Regions from separate parts of the Mus musculus genome. Here region 2 is linked to region 1. A link is a contact called in public Hi-C data. All regions are on one chromosome and are shown on one strand. The core of a region is the stretch at or near the end of the contact, and the rest is flanking DNA. Distances in the headings are between cores, read along the strand shown. Region 1 holds the start of Mecomos (a long non-coding RNA gene). Region 2 overlaps Mecom (MDS1 and EVI1 complex locus).

Region 1 (3,939 bases), core at 1,006-3,505:
CCGACTCCTCCAAATTCTTACCACCTATCAGATCTTTTAAATCTTTTTGTTCCATGAAATTTGAATAAAATTCAATGCACAGGTGCAGAAACTAGATCAGAAAGCCAAGGGAGCCGATGTGACGAATGTTCCATTTGACTTTAATTATTTATGCTGCTTTATCAGGGAAGTATGTCACAAACTTGAACTTGAATTCTGGGATACTGGTAGGCAGACTTGCAGTCTGCCCAGCCAAACACCAAGCTATAGGCACAAAGGGACTGCACCCCCAGAGCATCCTGTCAGCATGGCTCTCCAGAGAGATCCTGGGTCATTTCTGAGGGACTCTCTGCCTTTCTTCCTTTGTATTTATTTATTTTTCCTTTTCTTAAGTTGACCAATACGGTGCTGCAGAAAGGAAGAAAGAAAAGAAAGGGAAAAAAGAGAAAAGAAAAGGAGAGAGAAAAAAAGAAAAGACAGACAGACAGAAAGGAAATTAAAGGTTTAAAAAAAAAAAAGGTAAATAAAAAATTTCCCCTGGTCTGGAAACAGGCTCCACTGAAGCCATGTTAATCTCCGCCTCAGTAATTTGGTTCTCCAGGAGAAGACAGAAGCCCTGCTGCTGTGCCCTGCACTTCATAAATCACATCTTTATGTGGACAAGGTCAGGGCACCTAACAGCTCAGACATGGGCCTTTGCAGTGGCTCGAGGATTCGGGCGTGTTTACTCTCCCGCTCGGCTCTCGGAGGAGTCATCCAGCACGCTTCTAATTACTTTTGATTATTTTCATTTGCCGGGGTCAGTCTGGCTTGGCAGGACTGCAGGAGGGTTGACTTCCTACACATCTTGATGTCTTTGTAGGACAGCACTGTGCACATTCGGAAGGAGCGCCACGTTATTGTCCCTACAGTGTGAAGTCCTCCATAAGTCCATGATGCAAAGTTACCCCGAAGGCGCCTACTACCTTTAATTAACCACATAGCCACAATCCCTATCTGATTGCTTTTACCGATACAGCACCCAACTTTAACACCTGAGTATTTTTTAGGATGTCTGGAAAGAATGAAATCAATTTCTCTGCTTCGATTTTTAAACATATTTAGTAATGAATAGCAACTATTCTGAAACTAAGATGAAATACTTTGCTGAAACAACAGCTCAAGTGAATAAATTATTGTTCTCAAAGATTTATTTCCCAAACTTCAACTACAGCTGCCATATTTAAAATATTTTCCTTGGCTATTTTGATCTATTTCCTGAGCCATTATGCTGAGTGGCTGAAGTATCACAACAAAAAGGCTTCTTTTAAAGTTTCAGTGAACACCGTATGATAAATAAGCAGCTTAATAAAACACAGCAAAGTGGGAGGGGAGCACAGAATAGCATTCTTTTTCTCTTATCTGACTGTCTGATGCTTTCGATGTGAACACATTCAAAAGGAAAAAAAGAGACAAGCCAATATATACTCACAAGTCTAAGAAACAAAGAGTCACAAAACGCACAACGTACACCTGTGCCAATAGGATAAAGGGCATCTTTTATACCACTGAGGGCATTTTATAACTATCTTCAGTTTCTAGAGAAAACTAACCATGGTCATTCTCAAAATGCCAAATCTTCTCTTATGTCTATGCTGGAGCAGAACTAAGGCAGTTAATGTGTTTGGAACTCACCTCAACTCTGTACGAATTGCTTTTTTCTTTTTCATTATTTTATTCATTTTAATTAATTCAGCCTTTTCAAGACAGTGTTTAGCACAGTGTGCAATAACTCCAGGGTCGAAGTCCTCCCCAGGGTTTTAGAAACTTACTCAAAAGTGCTTTCAGCCTTCTAATCTGTGGAGAGAGTGAGTTGGAAGGCATGCACGCCTCGCCTCCACTCCTCTTGTGTACCTTTGGGTAAGTCACTTAACCTTTGAGTTGATTTCCATGCAAGTTTCATAATATCAGCATAATGAGAGTGTTGGGAAAATCCATTGGGTAATGTAAGCGTGAGGTGCTCTGACTCCGTGGGAACAGGTCAAAATAAGTAAGTTGCAATGTGTCTGTATACCAGACTCAAGTAAACACCCACGTATGCACAACACGGAAGCTAGTCCCGCCTGCAAGTGTGACTGTACTTTTTTAATCCTTTGTTCTGCTCCAACGTCAGTTGCCCTAATTCTTATCTTGACTTTGGGAGAGGAGAATTTTAACAATTCGTTTGGGTTTTTTTTGTTTCTCTCTCTCCTCGCTCTCTTGCTCTCTCTCTCTTTCTCTCTCTTTCACTCTCTCTCTCTCTCTCTCTCTCTCTCTCTCTCTCTCTCTCTCTCTCTCTCGCTCTCTCGCTCTCTCGCTCTCGCTCTGCTTCCCTGGAAGATGTCTGTCCATGTCTGGCATGCACCTGAGCTTCTCCATTCCCATTTACTGTGTCCTCTGCTAATCAGGCTAATCAGCAAGAGAGCCTTATAAACAAAGGTGAACAGGGACCCAAAGAGGTAAGCTCGAACAGGAGCGCGCATGCGTGCTCGCCCACACATCACACCCGCCCCTCAGGTCAGAAAAGGCATGCCTTACTTACAATGTCCTCTGGTAAACTTCACATGCCAGAAAAACGAGAATTAGGTAGGTATAATTTACCCCTTGTTGCCTAGGGTCTAAGCTGAAACAAGTACTAAAGAGGTATTTGCTGACCAGACGCGTGCTTGGTCTTAGTGAGCCTAAACTTGGATGCCTGGGACCATCCATCTGAATGACTGTAATGATCTGGTCACAGATCTTCAGCTTCTGCACACCCTTGACTCATTTCTTTGTTTTATATTGTCCAGATCTACTGCCCAACCTTCTGCAGGACCTTGTCATTGAAATGCAGACCTATCCCAGTGTGAGGGAATCGTATGAAGCACTAAACGTAAGTCGTAGAATCTTGCATGGGACACAGCATTTGGTCAATACAAAGTGACTACTATTGTTGATAGTGCTGATGTAATTATTGTCACTCTGCCTGGAATTCACTTTACCTTGGTGACCTCAGGTTAAATCTTATCTACCTCTCCCCCACCCCCTACTTCTTCCTTTTTGCCTACTGATTGGTATCAGCTGGGTCCAAAGCCTTTCTCCTTCACTGGGCTTCTCTCCTGGATTAAAGCCAGCTCCCGTAGCAGGTTTGCCCTTAAGAAGCACCATGATTTAGAAGATGGAGCCACTCACACGGCTACCTTCAGTTGGTGTCTTTTCACAGTAAACTACACTAAACTTGTACGTCTTTGTGAGAGTAACTATGATAAAACATGAGGACACATTTGAAAGAACGCCATCCTTGGCTGGTTGATATTGGCTGGTTGATGCTGCCCCCCCCCAGCCCCCTCCCCCAACCCAGAGGAATCAGTTGATACATATTGATACATAGCTCATTGTCTGTGGACTCGGCCACAAACATGTCTTCCATTTTTGTTGTTTTAGAGTAGAATCCTGGCCATTTTGCTACTTTCTCCCCCAAATTCATTTCTGTGTCAGCCTTTTCCCTGGGCTCAGTTTAGATTTTGCTGCAACTTATTTTAAATTTTTCCTTCTCCCTTTCCCCAAGTGGCCAGGCATTGGCTTTGTTAACCTGTTCGAGTTGATTTGCTCTCTCCCTCCTCCTTCCCCATGTGAATGGTCCTAGTGGAATTCTTATCATTACAAGTTTCTATGGCATTTTTAACAGTGAAAACTCATCTTTCTGAAATAACAAGGCTGTAATAATGTACTTTACCAAAAACAAAAAAAGCAAAAAATCGATAAATAAACAAACAAACAAACAAACAAAAAAAACCCACACTTTTCAAACTAAACTAAACTAAATAAAAATTACACTAGATCCTACTTTATTGGTGGAAAAAAAAAAAACTGATCCAAAATTCAATGTCCTCTACAACTTGACGTCAAGCTCAGCTTCCAGGCCCTTTCCCTTAGTTTCCTCCTATACCGATCTATAGCAGA
Region 2 (3,939 bases), core at 707-3,206, 120 kb after region 1:
GTAAATATCTTAGTTTTCTAAAGATACATAAATGTCAGTTTAAAATACACTATTTGTTCTCACCCTCTTCCTCTTTTTCTGTTGCACTGCAACTGTTTGATAATGAGGGTACCCACATACGCACACATACAGGGGCAATCCCACCATACTATTGGTCTACTTGCCCAGAAAGAAGCTCAAAGAAGCTATAGAATGAGCTATGGAGGAGATCAACTTGTAGTGTTGGGCATAACACCAGTATTTAAAAGTATAGCTGACTATAATTAATCAAATGGCAATAAATCAAAAGAATTGCTATTCACATAATTATAAACATTCACAATTATGTCAACCATAATCTTGAATTGCACTGCATTGATGACAAGTTCTTTTTCTTAATGCAAATGACATTATTTCTTCTTACTAGGGAATCCCACTGAGGTGTTCGATTTCTGAGGCTTTACTACTGAAACTAAAATCCGGGTTTGATAGGATAAGAGTTATTTAATTGCCCACAGCACCTCATCCAGCACTGAAACATAAAGTATGCCCTTTTTCTGTGGTAGCCACTGAGCCTGGACCTTAAGGCAGATAGTATTTTAAAAGTGAGGAAAGGGACAGGTATGGTGGCACAGGTCTGCAAATCAGCACTCAGAAAACCAAGGCCAGAGAGCCCAAGTCCCAGGTTAGTCTGGTCTACAATATGAATTCGATGACATAATGTTATAGAACAAGACCTCAGCTCAGAGAAACAAACAAAAAGAGAGTGGAAGAAAGAACAGGCTTTTATAGGGTAGAAGAACTCCTAACCTTGTATTTGGTTTTGAAATAGTCATCTTAACACAGAAATTATACAGGACTACAAATTTGTTCATAAATCCTCTATATATGACAAACCAGCCTGAAGTTCCACATGCCATACCCAAGACTGTGTTCCCTCCTCTCTGCAGACACATTCAGCATGACTGGAAGTTGTGTGAAATGACCTGATGTTTCTAAAGTGCTTGGGAAGTGTATGGGACAAACTGTGAGCAACTGAAGTATTTGTTCTCAGCATGAAGATCAATATATTTAGTGAAAGACACAAACTTCAGAAAGATCCACACATGCTTATCTATGCTACAGAGAGAAAGAGGGGGGGGGAAGTTCTAGGGTCCAGCTGCCCACTTTCATTTAAAAAATGAGAAGTCTTTTGAAACCACAAATGCAGACAACACAGCATTAGAGAAAGGATGGACAGGCAGTGAGATCGCCATCAAGGGTAGAGATTTTCTTCTTGTTCCCTGCTTCTTAGAAATGGCTACGTTGGTTGTAAACTCTGGAAGCTGGTGGGCAGCTTAAATGTGTACCCTCCTTGAAAACAAGACGTGTGAAGACAGTTCCTAACTTGAAGAAGAGATGGAAACTTCTGAGAGGCAAGAGAAATGATGGGGGATGAGAGTCCACTCTGCTCGGTTGAGTTCTAACTTAGCTGTTCCACGTGGAAGCCCCTTGTCAGACATATCTTAATTTATAGCAGAAACAAAGGGAAGGGACTGTGCTCCGCTGCACAGAGGGTTCAGGAACGAACCCACAGACAGGGTGTTTTGAGCAGTTCCAGCAGTCTCTCCCAACTGAGCATGGAGCGAGTCCCTTTACCTCCTTGCTCCCTGTTCCGGAGGCTGGGGACAGACAGTCTTTTATTATTTCTGCATTGCCTAATAGGGGCCCTCTCTTCAGGAGCATGCGTGTCTTTTACAAATGACGCTTCCTTTGAAGACAGGCAAGAGATCAGATTAAGCCTTTCAAAATATATTACTTCTGCTTCCTCCCGGTTCCCTGTTCTCGCGGTACTGAATTCTCCAAGGGGTCCCAGATGTGAACTCTGCTCCAACCCCTAAACAAGGCTGCAGCGAGGGGACTCATTCCACAAAAACATTCTTCTTGACTCCCAACCAGGGTTTCTCCCAGAGAGATGCCCTTTCCCATCTGCCCCAGCAAAATTCAAATCCACTCCATTAATCATGCAAGTCTCAGGATTGTATTCCCTAACCCTAAGGAACTCTTAATTGCACTTTGAGTTGAAAGTGAACCAATTTGATTCCTCCTAGTGGGGGAACTATCAGAGGTGCTACACTGCAAAAGCGTCTCCCTGAGTCACCGAGGCAAAATAAAAGTCTCTGGGAACATGTAATGCACAGACGATAGGCCGGATCCTATGGAGAGTTCATTGTCTGTGGCTCTCACCAGAGTGTGTATTGATGTATAAACAATTGCTCCATTATTTCTCTTTTCTCATTAAGAATAGTATTAGCCTTAAGCCTCTGACACCCCTGGACCACCATGAGAATTCTACGTCAAGTCTTCATTTGGGTTTGTTTGTTTGTTAGTTTGTTTTTTAAAAAAATCTTCTCTATTGGTTTTGTCATTTTGCATAATTGGAGAAGTCTGGCCCTTTTGAATCAGGTTCTAATCCCAAATGCCTTTAGCTGAGATCACGTTTATTTTTAGCACTTGAATGTAAAACTTAAACCACAGGGTGCCAAATGGACTCAATAAAAACTTAGTGGCTTCCCAATTTATTTTAGGAATTCTAACAAAAAAGTTAACAGAGAAAATTAAAGCATTAGTGGAATCTCAGATGCATGTGAGAGTTTCCTGAGCGTGGTCACAGAGCTCAGCTAGGACGCTTCGGCACACTCGCCCATGTAGCGATGAGATCATTCTCAGCAATTCTCTGGTGCTTTGTCTGATAACAGGGCTAGAATTCAAACAACCTAAGAAAAAGGTGGAACAGAGCAGTTGGATAAAGCAGCTTTTGGGCCAGTGTGGGCCAGCTCTACCCAGAGAGAGTAGCAGGCTCCTGATACATGACAAACTTGCTCTCCTCTGGTCAGCTTCCCTGCCTTATCCTCTACTTTAGGGTTTATCTGACCTTGAAGAGACAAGCCAGATACTGGGAACTGTCCAATTTTTTTCTAAAGTGTTCAGATAGTTAGATGAAGTGACCAGTTCTGTGTGCTGTTGTAATTGTCTACAAATTCTATTTCTAAGCAAAAAAAAAAAAAAATCCAAAAAACAAAATGGCAGCAGATTATTTCAATCACCGCCATAAGAACCAGGACTACACATTACAATCTTCCTTTGGGTCTCCCTTGTATTTAGAATCTGATGACTTGTTCTTCAGGGTCTATTTGCGCTTTCAATGCAGTGCTCATAGGTTTATGTCTGTAGACGTGAAAACAGAACTGTAGACATACATTTTTGTATGCTTCATTCTAAAATAAATCAAGGAAATTGCTAGTTGTTTAGTTAGTTGATGTTTGCTTATTTAAATGTTTTAAAGTCCAGTCCAGTATTCACCTGCATTTTAATAAACAATAAGGTTGTCTAGTGGGTTGTTACTTGGTTTCTCTTCTTAAACAAAACATAGTGAGTGAATGATAATATTACTACAGAAAGAGTTTCTCCCTTTGCCTTCTGACATTTTGTTGCTTCCAGAAAGGCAAAAGCAAAAATACTAGAAGAGAGTTTTGTTTTGTTTTGTTTTGTTTTGTTTTGTTTTGTTTTGTTTTGTTTTGTTTTGTTTTAAAAAGAGTTTTAAAAGCACCACCTTTCAAAGTTTATCCACAGAGATCTTGGTTGTAGCAGTTGTCCTACAGACAGAAACTACACAACAGAGGCAGAGAAAAGACCTGTGTGACTACTCTCATTATCAACCAGGAGTCACCTAAATGCTAACTCTTATGAGTGAAACACAGAAGCCAGAAAGGAAAGGGAAAATCTCTGGAACATTCCACAAGGTGAGGCTTAGAACCTAGAGTCCAAGGCATGTCTTGCTGTTATTTTTAACAGGTCATTGGTCAAGATCAGATAAATCAACTTTTCTACAATGTTTATAATCTTCATGGATGTCTTTAACCATGCAAAAAGTATGTTGAACAATTTTTGTGAAATGGAGGCAGATATATATGGCAAATT

What was found. Hi-C and Micro-C count contacts between places; a contact is called where the count stands out from the background.
Region 2: a contact with region 1 is called in a Hi-C map of adipose-derived mesenchymal stem cells, with 3 times the contacts expected there. The contact joins the enhancer-like site here to the promoter of Mecomos in region 1. A contact is called at or near these places in 8 of 39 promoter capture datasets (the 3T3-L1 cell line, 3T3-L1-derived adipocytes, cranial neural crest and 4 more), 1 of 15 datasets of contacts at CTCF or cohesin (the NIH/3T3 cell line), 36 of 484 Hi-C or Micro-C datasets (the AML12 cell line, the C2C12 cell line, Sertoli cells and 21 more), 8 of 115 datasets of contacts at active chromatin or transcription factors (the NIH/3T3 cell line, a colorectal cancer cell line, embryonic fibroblasts and 5 more) and 5 of 9 other capture datasets (adipose tissue, embryonic stem cells, liver and 2 more).

Annotation. Positions count from the first base shown.
Region 1 is chr3:30,017,685-30,021,623 of GRCm38.p6, forward strand. It overlaps Mecomos (a long non-coding RNA gene), which reads left to right and starts at 2,256. Exons shown (of 3, transcript XR_003954597.1): 1 at 2,256-2,456; 2 at 2,787-2,869. The region is part of intron 2 of Mecom (MDS1 and EVI1 complex locus); the gene reads right to left.
Region 2 is chr3:30,142,520-30,146,458 of GRCm38.p6, forward strand. The region is part of intron 2 of Mecom (MDS1 and EVI1 complex locus); the gene reads right to left. Among named protein-coding and RNA genes, the nearest start is that of Mecomos, 120 kb to the left of the region's middle. Within about 2 kb of position 1,957, at least 17 of the 459 cell types and tissues checked have an H3K27ac peak or open chromatin away from gene starts, as enhancers often do. A contact at or near this core is called in adipose-derived mesenchymal stem cells, embryonic fibroblasts, granulosa cells and 1 more, where this site is marked.